2 separate regions of the Pan troglodytes genome follow, and region 1 is linked to region 2. A link is a contact called in public Hi-C data. All regions are on one chromosome and are shown on one strand. Each heading gives the region's core, a stretch centred on a gene start, on an enhancer-like site or on the middle of the called end of the contact. The rest is flanking DNA. Distances are from core to core; before and after follow the strand shown. Region 1 has its middle 170 kb from the start of SLC28A3. Region 2 holds the start of RMI1 (RecQ mediated genome instability 1).

What was found. A called contact is a pair of places that touch in the nucleus more often than the background predicts.
Region 1: a contact with region 2 is called in a Hi-C map of stem cell-derived neural progenitor cells, with 2.0 times the contacts expected there. The contact joins the enhancer-like site here to the promoter of RMI1 in region 2. A contact is called at or near these places in 1 of 7 Hi-C or Micro-C datasets (stem cell-derived neural progenitor cells) and 1 of 1 datasets of contacts at active chromatin or transcription factors (stem cell-derived excitatory neurons).

Annotation. Positions count from the first base shown.
Region 1 is chr11:74,630,051-74,634,460 of NHGRI_mPanTro3-v2.0_pri, reverse strand. No RefSeq gene overlaps it. Among named protein-coding and RNA genes, the nearest start is that of SLC28A3, 170 kb to the left of the region's middle. Within about 2 kb of position 1,385, at least 2 of the 24 cell types and tissues checked have an H3K27ac peak or open chromatin away from gene starts, as enhancers often do. A contact at or near this core is called in stem cell-derived neural progenitor cells, where this site is marked.
Region 2 is chr11:74,442,394-74,447,176 of NHGRI_mPanTro3-v2.0_pri, reverse strand. RMI1 (RecQ mediated genome instability 1) reads right to left here and starts at 3,495. Exons shown (of 3, transcript XM_528338.8): 1 at 3,364-3,495. It overlaps HNRNPK (heterogeneous nuclear ribonucleoprotein K), which reads left to right and starts at 3,515. Exons shown (of 16, transcript XM_063787819.1): 1 at 3,515-3,752.

The DNA of each region.
Region 1 (4,410 bases), core at 136-2,635, 190 kb before region 2:
TCTTTTTGCGGGAAATGTTATCTGGGAAGAATAAGATGTTAAGTCATTAGCAGCCAACAGTTTAGATGTCATTAGCTTAACAAATGAGATAAAGCCGAAAGGCTCTAGCTAATATTTGTAATTATTTATATCACATTTGCCTTCCCCACTGAGAGCGTAAATCCCACAGGGGCAGAAGCCAAGGCTGTTCTGTTCACTGTCGCATTCCCAGAATTTAATGTTGTGCCTGGTACACAGCAGTCCTCAGTCAACATTTATTAAATGAATGGATAGAGGAATAAATAGAGAGTAAGAGATATAGCAGATTCTGACGGAAGAAGAGAAAAAGGGGAAAGAGCTTATACTTCTCTTAAATTGGCAGAAATTATAAGTGGAAGGCAGGTGGGACAGGAGGAAGACATCAAAGAACTTGGTAGAGAGGAGAATTAAGTGCTGCAAAAGTCTTCACAAGAAAGTTTGCCCATTTCAACTCAAACACCAAAAACTAATTCAAGAAATAAAATCTTATATCTTACCTTCATGGCACAAAACATTTCTAAATATTAGAAAATGCTGTTGGAACAACTCAATGACATTGTTTTCATTAAATGTCACAATCTTGATTTATGTGCTACATCTTTGTGAACTCTGGAAAATTTTAGGATGACTAAAAAAAGATGTGATAAATTAAATTCCTCTACTCATTCGGCCTATATATATTGGGCACTTAATCAAATCACCATATAAAGGAGGTGGTGGAGGAGCTCTCTGAGCAGGCTTTGTGTGGGAAACCCCGCAGATGCTATTTAAAGATAGATCCCTCGATCCCATCCTAGATCTCTAATCAGAATCTCCAGGGGTTGCACGTGGAAATCCGAACTGTTAAATACCCTGTGTTATTTGGATGCAGGCTATCATTGCAGGTCAGTCAACCCACATTTGGGGATCCTTTCTACAGAGGTTGCAAAGATGCTGCTGCTGCTGCCATTTTCATCAAGGAGTTTGCAATCTCAAGTGGATTTTTAAGACATAGATAAAAGTAACAAAATATAAATTAGACGACAAGTACGGCAGATCATTGACATTCTCTCAGGGAGACTTCATCTGGGGAGCCGGATTTGATCTAGATCATGACAGATAAACAGATGTACGATAGGGAGGCCAGAAGTGGGGCTGAGTGGATTTGAGGAAAGAATTTGGTGAACTTCTAAAACTCAACAAGAAGTTTGTTTTCATTATTGTAAGATCACAGACACTGGAAGAGACCTTTGAGATGCCTGGACTTCTGTTCACAAGGAAGGAAGGGCTCTGAGGGATAAAGAGAGCAGTACTGACAGCACGCACTGAACTTCCGGGCCCAGGCTCTCCACCCCGCCTCCCTGCCTCCTGTTGGTCTGACCACAGAGTTAGGAATGTGTTTCTGTTACTCGGAGGGACTGCTTGGCTCATGTCCTGAAGCATGCACTGCCATATGGGACCAGGTGTCAGGAACGACCTCCTGGGGGCCAAGCAGACCATAGGGCCAGCTGGCAGGCTTTCCACCTCTCAACAAGGCCCTGTTTCATTCTGTCCTGTCACTCACAGAAGCTCCAGGGACAACAATGTTGGGGAGGGTGAGAAGAACACACACACACACACACACACAAATATGCACACACACCCCCTCAGTGAATGAGTAACTGCAGAGACACTGAGACGCCGCCATTGCCCAGGCTGGAGTCACGTACCAGGGATTTTCTGTCAGAGACTTTGCATATTTGGGCTTGTGACAAACTGCATGTGCTCATCCACATTCACCAGCAAGAACCTAATGGGCCTACCTCTTCAGTGGTGCCAGGCCATCCGGACACACTAGCAGGGGTCCACCAATGAGCATTCTGTGTCCCAGCCAATGAGGGCTATTCTTGGAGATAGAAAAACCACTTGATCCAACCTGGCTCCTCTGATTTAACGCATTGCTGAGGTAGCAGTGGCTGCACTTCTACGAACCATAAAGACTCAGCGAAATTCTTAAAGTAAGACTTGTATTGAAACGTAACATTAAAAAAAAAAAAAAGGTCACAAATTGTAAGCAAATCATGTAACCAGCCCTCAGAATAAAGAAATAGAACCATACCAGCACCCTAAGCTAATCAGTAGGATGATTTCCAGCACAATTTACTAGTTTTGCCTGTTTTTGAAATTTATCTCAATTGAATCATATTAATACATTATATTTTATCTTCAACATTTATGATAGGTTAATGGTTAACAAGAAATTGCCGGCAAAGTTCCCTGCAAGTTTAAAGAACTACAAGAGTAGAAATACAGTCACGTGCCACATCATGATGTTTCAGGCAAGGATGAACTGCATATACAAGGGTGGTCCCATAAGATTACAATGAAGCTGAAACATTCCTATCGCCCAGTGCCATCATAGCTGTCATATTTAAAAACAAACAAAAAAATGTTAACTGTAAAACAGTCTCAGGCAGTTTCTTCAGGAGGTATTCTGGAAGAAGGCATTGTTATCACAGGAAATGACAGCTCCATGCATGTTCTTGCCCCTGAAGGTTTTCTAGTGGGACAAGATGTGGAGGTGGAAGACAGTGATATTGATGATCCTCACCCTGTGTAGGCTTAGGCTAATGTGTGTGTTTGTGTCTTCATTCTTAATGAAGAAGTTTAAAAAGTGAAACAATATTAATAGAAAAAAGCTTATAGAATAAGCATATAAAGAAAGAAAGCATTTTTGGACAGCTGTACAATGTATTTGTGTTTTACACTAAGTGTTCTTACAAAAGAGTCCAAAAATGTTAAAGTTTATAAAGTAAAAAAGTTACAGCAAACTAAAGTTAACATATTATTGAAGAAAATCATTTTTTATAAGTTTAGTGTAACCTAAATGTCCAGTGTTTATAAAGTCTATAGTAATGCACAGTCATGTCCTAGGCCTTCACATTCACTCACCACTCACTCACTGACTCACCCAGGGCAACCTCCAGTCCTGCAAGCTCCATGCATGATAAGTGCCTTATACAGGTGTACCATTTTTTATCTTTTATACCATACTTTTACTGTATCTTTTCTGTGTTTAGACATACAAATACTTAACCATTGAGTTACAGGTGCCTGTAGTAATCAGTATGTAACATGCTGTACAGGTTTGCAGCCTAGGTGCAATAGGCTGTACCATACAGCCTAGGTGTGTAGTAGGCTCTACCAGCTAGGTTTGTGTAAGTTCTTTCTACGATGCTCCTAAACAACACAATCGCCTGACTATGCACCACATATCCCCATCATGAAGTGACATATGACTATATTTAACAACAGAGTTTATTCTAGTGTAGACTAGGAGAGCTGTCTGGCTCAGACTTCACTCTCAGGAAGAATCTCAAATTTAGATCTTTGACATCATCTCCAAATGATGTTAATGTACATTTAGAGATAGATACACCAACAGGGCTGGAACTTTAGGCCCATCATACAATTTTAAAGCTCTGTTCCATTTCTGGACTATATCTTCTATCATGAATTATTATTGTAAAGAAATCTTACTATTTGATGAATTCAAAATTACCTTGAATTTTTGTGTTAAAGGCACTAAATATTTAAATGCAAACAATATATATTATATATACTGCTATTTTGGTAACCTTGTGTTGGCTTTCTCCATTTTTAAAGTCTCAGAAAATTAGAAGTGGTCCAGGCTTCACTTAACTTCTAAAAAAGGCCCTGCTTAGTGACATCCCTGGAGGTTTTGTTGCCAGGCTCAGGAGAAGGGCGTGTGCTGCCAACAGAGCCCCCAAAGATGGAGAAATAAGGAGATTGGCTGGGAAGGAACTGATCCCATCCCGTTCCTAACAAGTCCCTGCCAGTGAGAAGTCACTTCGTAGTCCTTTATTTTTTTTTCATGACTATTATAAAAATAAGTTCCTATAGAACTTGGAAAGACATTTATGAATCTTCTTACTTTTAATTCAATGGGTCATCAGACTTTCATCTTTGCCAAATCCCCTTTATGCCTTCAATTTTTGCCCATGTTTCATTGATATCTAGATACGTAAGTGCACTTTCCTTCTGAAGTGTCACACCACAACGCCACCACCTCTGGGGTGTATTTCTCAGTGTGAGTTCCTTAGATCACCTTCGCTGGAGGGACCCAGGGTGCTTGTTCCTCATGCATATTCCTGACCCACCCCAGCTCTCCTGAAGCAGAACCTCTAAAGATGGGGCCCAGGAATATGCATCTTAGGTTCAACACCTGCGGCTTCTGCATCACCATATGTTCCTCCCTTAAGGCAGCAGTCCCCAACTTTTTTGGCACGAAGGACCAGTTTCGTGGAAGATAATTTTTCCATGTACAGGTTTGGGGGATGGTTTCGGGATGAAACTGTTCTACCTTGGATCATCAAGCATTAGATTCTCATAAGGAGCACACAACCTAGATCC
Region 2 (4,783 bases), core at 2,246-4,745:
TCCAGAATTAAGGACATAATCATAAATAAGGACAAAAAAAAGCCATATATTTAAGGAGATAATATCCCCGGTACTGTGATTTGATCTTTACAAATTAAGTGAATATATTAAATTATCACATATACCCCAAAACTATGTACATCTTTTATGCATCAATAAGTAACAAAATAAATAAAGACAAAGATTTATGTGGCAGAGAGTTTACCATTGAGTTTTTATATTTTGTAAAAAACAAAATGTTCAAAATGGGAAAAAAAGTTAAATACATAGCACTACCACCATGAAATGAAAAGCTATGAAATCTTTAAAGAAACCATTTTTAAGAATTATTTAATGACAAAGAAATACATTCACATTTTGTTGGGAAAAAGAACACATATAAAATTACATACAGCTTAATCCCCATTAATTTTATAATCAGGAAAAAACATTTTTAAGAAAGCTGATTAGCATTGTATGAATGATAAACTTGGCTGACCACATTAATCTGCATTCTAGATCTGAACTGCCAGGAACTGAACAAAAGAAAATAAAGTGGGAAAATTTTATCACCTACCACGAAGGTCTAGGCATATTTGATTTACAGATTAATTTTCAGTCAGCCTCATATATTCCAATTTTTTTTTAATAAAAAGCGAGGCAGGAGTGTCATCCTTTTGGACCTTACGTGTGTCATTCTGACAATAGCTGAGACTTAAAAGCACTAACGAATATTTAAATCTACTCCACATTTCCATTATCTTCATCTAAACAATAAAGGTAAGTCTACATTTTAATTCATTGAGGATGAGTTCAAGGTAATCCTGGAATTTTTGAGAAGATACTCCGAAAATTAGGGAGGAAAAATTTATACCGTATATGACTGAAATTAGAAGAAGTAATCAGAGGAGATTTTTGTGGATCCTCCATAACCTAAAGTAAGGAAAAGACAGAAAGAGAATCTGGAACCCCATTTTGCTATGTGACCTTGGATATGTTCCTTAGCTTCTCTTAGTGCTAGTTCATTCGTTCACAAAACAAAGATAACTAACAACTTGCTCAAAGAACTCTAAAAAGTATTAAACTGCCAGCACAACGTTTAGCACACAGTGGGGAACTCAGGAAATAGTAGTTATAAATACTATTTTAAACAATAATGCAGCTGGATAGTGTACATTCTCAATTATATTAGCCCATCTAAAGTAAATCCCCCATCTAAGTAATATTGGGTCTAAATGCACTGAGTCCAAGGTGATCACTACACCATTACACCATTGTACCAATTACACAAGACTGGAGTCAATGAATGTATTGTTAAGTTCTTGAATGAACACAGGTATAAAATTATTGGGTTGAAAAGTCTTAATTTCAAACAGAGAATAAAAGGATGGAGAAAAAAGACTTTCCTGTTATTTAAAGAGCAAACCTAAAAATTAAAAAGACGTAAAGAAGAAATCAAATGGGGGAAAAATAGCAACCATCCCACAATGGCATCTAGAGGGGATGAATAATTTACACCAGTCGGGGTCCAGTCTGGACAATGAAACTGGGAGGAAGAGGCTCTTTTTTTTTTTTTTTTTTTTTTTTTTTTTTTTTTTTTTTTTTGAGACAGGGTCTCGCTCTGTCGCCCAGGCTGGAGTGCAGTGGCGCGATCTCGGCTCACTGCAAGCTCAGCCTTCCGGGTTCACGCCATTCTCCTGCCTCGGCCTCCTGAGTAGCTGGGACTACAGGCTCCTGCAACCACACCCGGCTAATTTTTTGTGTGTGTGTCTTTTTAGTAGAGACGGGGTTTCACAATGTTAGCCAGGATGGTCTCGATCTCCTGACCTTGTGGTCCGCCCGCCTCGGCCTCCCAAAGTGCTGGGATTACAGGCGTGAGCCACCGTGCCCGGCCGGAAGAGGTTCTTATATAGGGCTGCTTACTTGTGATTCCCACTCATCATTCCTTATCAAGAAAATGATGACTGCAACATAAATACTAACTTGAAAGAAAGCAGAGCATCATCATTACCGTACCGCTATTTGTGCATATTAGTGTCAGTGACATGTCTCAGGTTTTAAATGACAAACTCAATTAAATGTTGCAAATACTAACTGGCGGATTAAATCTCTATAATCCAAGTATCCTAAGCCCCTACATAAACTCATCAGTTTTGAATATTTAATAAAATTCTGAACTTTGTGTTTTAGAACTGAAATGCGAGTTAAGTTTTACCTACCCAACAAGACTATACACTCTTCATGGTGGGGACCATTTAAAAAATTATATCATCACTTAAAGAGAACTTTTATAAACTCCACAATCCCGGACATTATGTTCTAACAGCATGTATTAACGTATCCTCCCAGAATGTAAATACTGGTGTTTGTCATGAAATCCTCAGTGCGCCCTAACAAGAGTTTTCCTCTAATCAGTCAAGTAAAAGATGCTGGGTGGATGCAATCATGGCCATTTAAAAGAATGCTGGTATATATGTTTTGCAAATTACCCAAGAAGGAAACATTATAACAGGAATGAATCAGCACAAATTCATCAACACTAAAATATATGCATGTATTCGGCCAATGGTGGATTTCGCTTTATGTGCAGATTATGACATCTTTATGCTTCAAAATGAGTTTGGGATTGTGGGCGGAGGCTGGAAGGTTGACGAGTAAGGATGTGGAAAGCGGGTACTACCAGGGCTGGAGATTTCCCAGGGCTGTCACCGATTGAAAGTGACCTTATGTGCCTTAACAAAGGAAGTCATGAAAACTTGGCACAGGAGCCTTAGAAGTAAGGAACCGAATACAATGCAAGTGTGCGCTGAACCCGCTAGAACAGGAGCACGTTTGAGGGCAAGGGTTTTTGTCTGTTTTCATCACTGCCACAAGGCAGGCGCTTTGAATGGAACGTGGAGGTCTGCAACGTATTCAGCGATACGCATTCATTTTAGGAGACAAGGGCAATATATATTGCCTAAAAATTTTATCGGAATAAACTATAGCGACGACACTACAAAATACTTCCATCTCAGGTCCCATTACCCAAGAGGAAAGTCTCAGAACCGAGAGCCCTGTGAAACCGCCTGTGCCCTCTCGGCGAGAAGTTCTCCAGTACTCCCAGGCTCGCCCCGCGTTTCCCCGGCTCCCGCTCCGGCGCAAGGCAGGCCGAGAACCGCCAGCTGCGCCCCCGGGCCCGGCCTTGACTGACGGGCGCCCCGGACCATTACAAACAGCGGATTTCCGAAGCGTGGGCCCGGCCCAGCGGACGCAGACGGCCCACACTTACCGCGCCGCAGCTCGTCCCGCAGCCCACAGACCACAGCCCGGGGCGGGGTAAGGGGCTTCGGGCACGAGTGTGGGCTGTGAAAACAAGGGCATAAGTCTGGGCCGAGCACCGACCTGGGCGTCCCGCATTTTCCTCGCGCAACATCGGTCCCTGGGCAGCGCAACTGTAAGGACAGGAACCGCCGCGGCGCGCTCCCAGATCCCTTTTTGCCTCTTCCCGCCTGATTTGCCGCGCGCTCGCGCCCCTCCTCCAACCCCAAAAGACTCCTTCGGGGCTGGAAAACGCCCCTTCCCCGCCCCCTCCCTGTGCGCGTGAACTAGGCAGTTGTTAGATCTCGCGAGAGGTTCGCCCCCTAGCCGCCCCTCCCCCCAGCTAGTGAGTGCGCGAACGAGAAAGGAGGAGGGCGCTCCAGGCGACAGCACTGCAGACGCCATTATCCTCTGTTTCTCTGCTGCACCGACCTCGACGTCTTGCCTGTGTCCCACTTGTTCGCGGCCTATAGGTAATTGGAGTTATTGGAGCTTGGGTATTGCTGATTCGGGTAAGGGTTGGGGCTCCCTGAAAGGCTGCGTTGACTTTTCCCAAGCCCGGGTTTTCTCGAGCCCTTAGTGGCCTCCCAGCCCGAAGGGAGGCGCTGGCGGGAGGCGGGGTTGCCGCCTCCTCCGTCGCCTTGATTGACGTGGCCTCGGGCCAATCGCTTCGCCCTCGCACCATCGCTGAAGCCCTGGCAGCCAATAGGGCGCGACGGCGGGGAGGACGCGAGAAGGCGGGGGAGGGGAGCCTGCGCTCGTTTTCTGTCTAGCTCCGACCGGCTGAGGCGGCGCGGCAGCGGAGGGACGGCAGTCTCGCGCGGTGAGGAGCCGGGTTGGGGGAGCGGCTCGCGGAGGTGAGGGTCGGAGCCCAGTTTTTCCGCTTGAGGGAGGCGTCCTGGGAGCCGCTTTGGTGTTTGGCCGCTTCTCCGAGTGGGAACGTTGCCCGGTGTCTGTCCCCTCCCCCACCTCCGCCATTTCCCTGAGCGTGTATCCGCAGTCCGCGTTGTGGTCCTAGAGACTTGGGGATTCGTGAGGCATGTGCCTCTAGGATGAGCTGGAGCTATGTGGCACTGGGAACTAGGAACCTCGTGGAGGAAAGGAGGCCGGTGCGGGGAGAAGGTTGCGCCGCCGCTCTCTTTGTGTGAGCCCCGCCTCACCTTGGGTCTCCCGGCCCGGGGTCGGAGCTGGAGCGGCGGGGATGGAAAGGTCAGGGCTGCCTCGATGGCTTTGTCTCGGGCAGTGGGGGGAGGATGCGGGGGATGAGACCTCGGGACCGCGTGGTGGGTGGGGGAGGGGGTCGGCGCTCGGCTCCGCCTAGTAGCACGTAGTCGCCATTACGCGGGCCGCCATTTCCTGTCGGATCCGGGTGAGGAGAGGTGCGGTGCTTCTGCTGTCGACTTTCGCTTTTTCCCGTCCTGTTACCCGGCTGTTTCTGATCTCGGTACCGGGAGGCGGGGAGGGGAGGGCGCGTTGGCGCTCGGCCAGTCGAGCACATACTTAG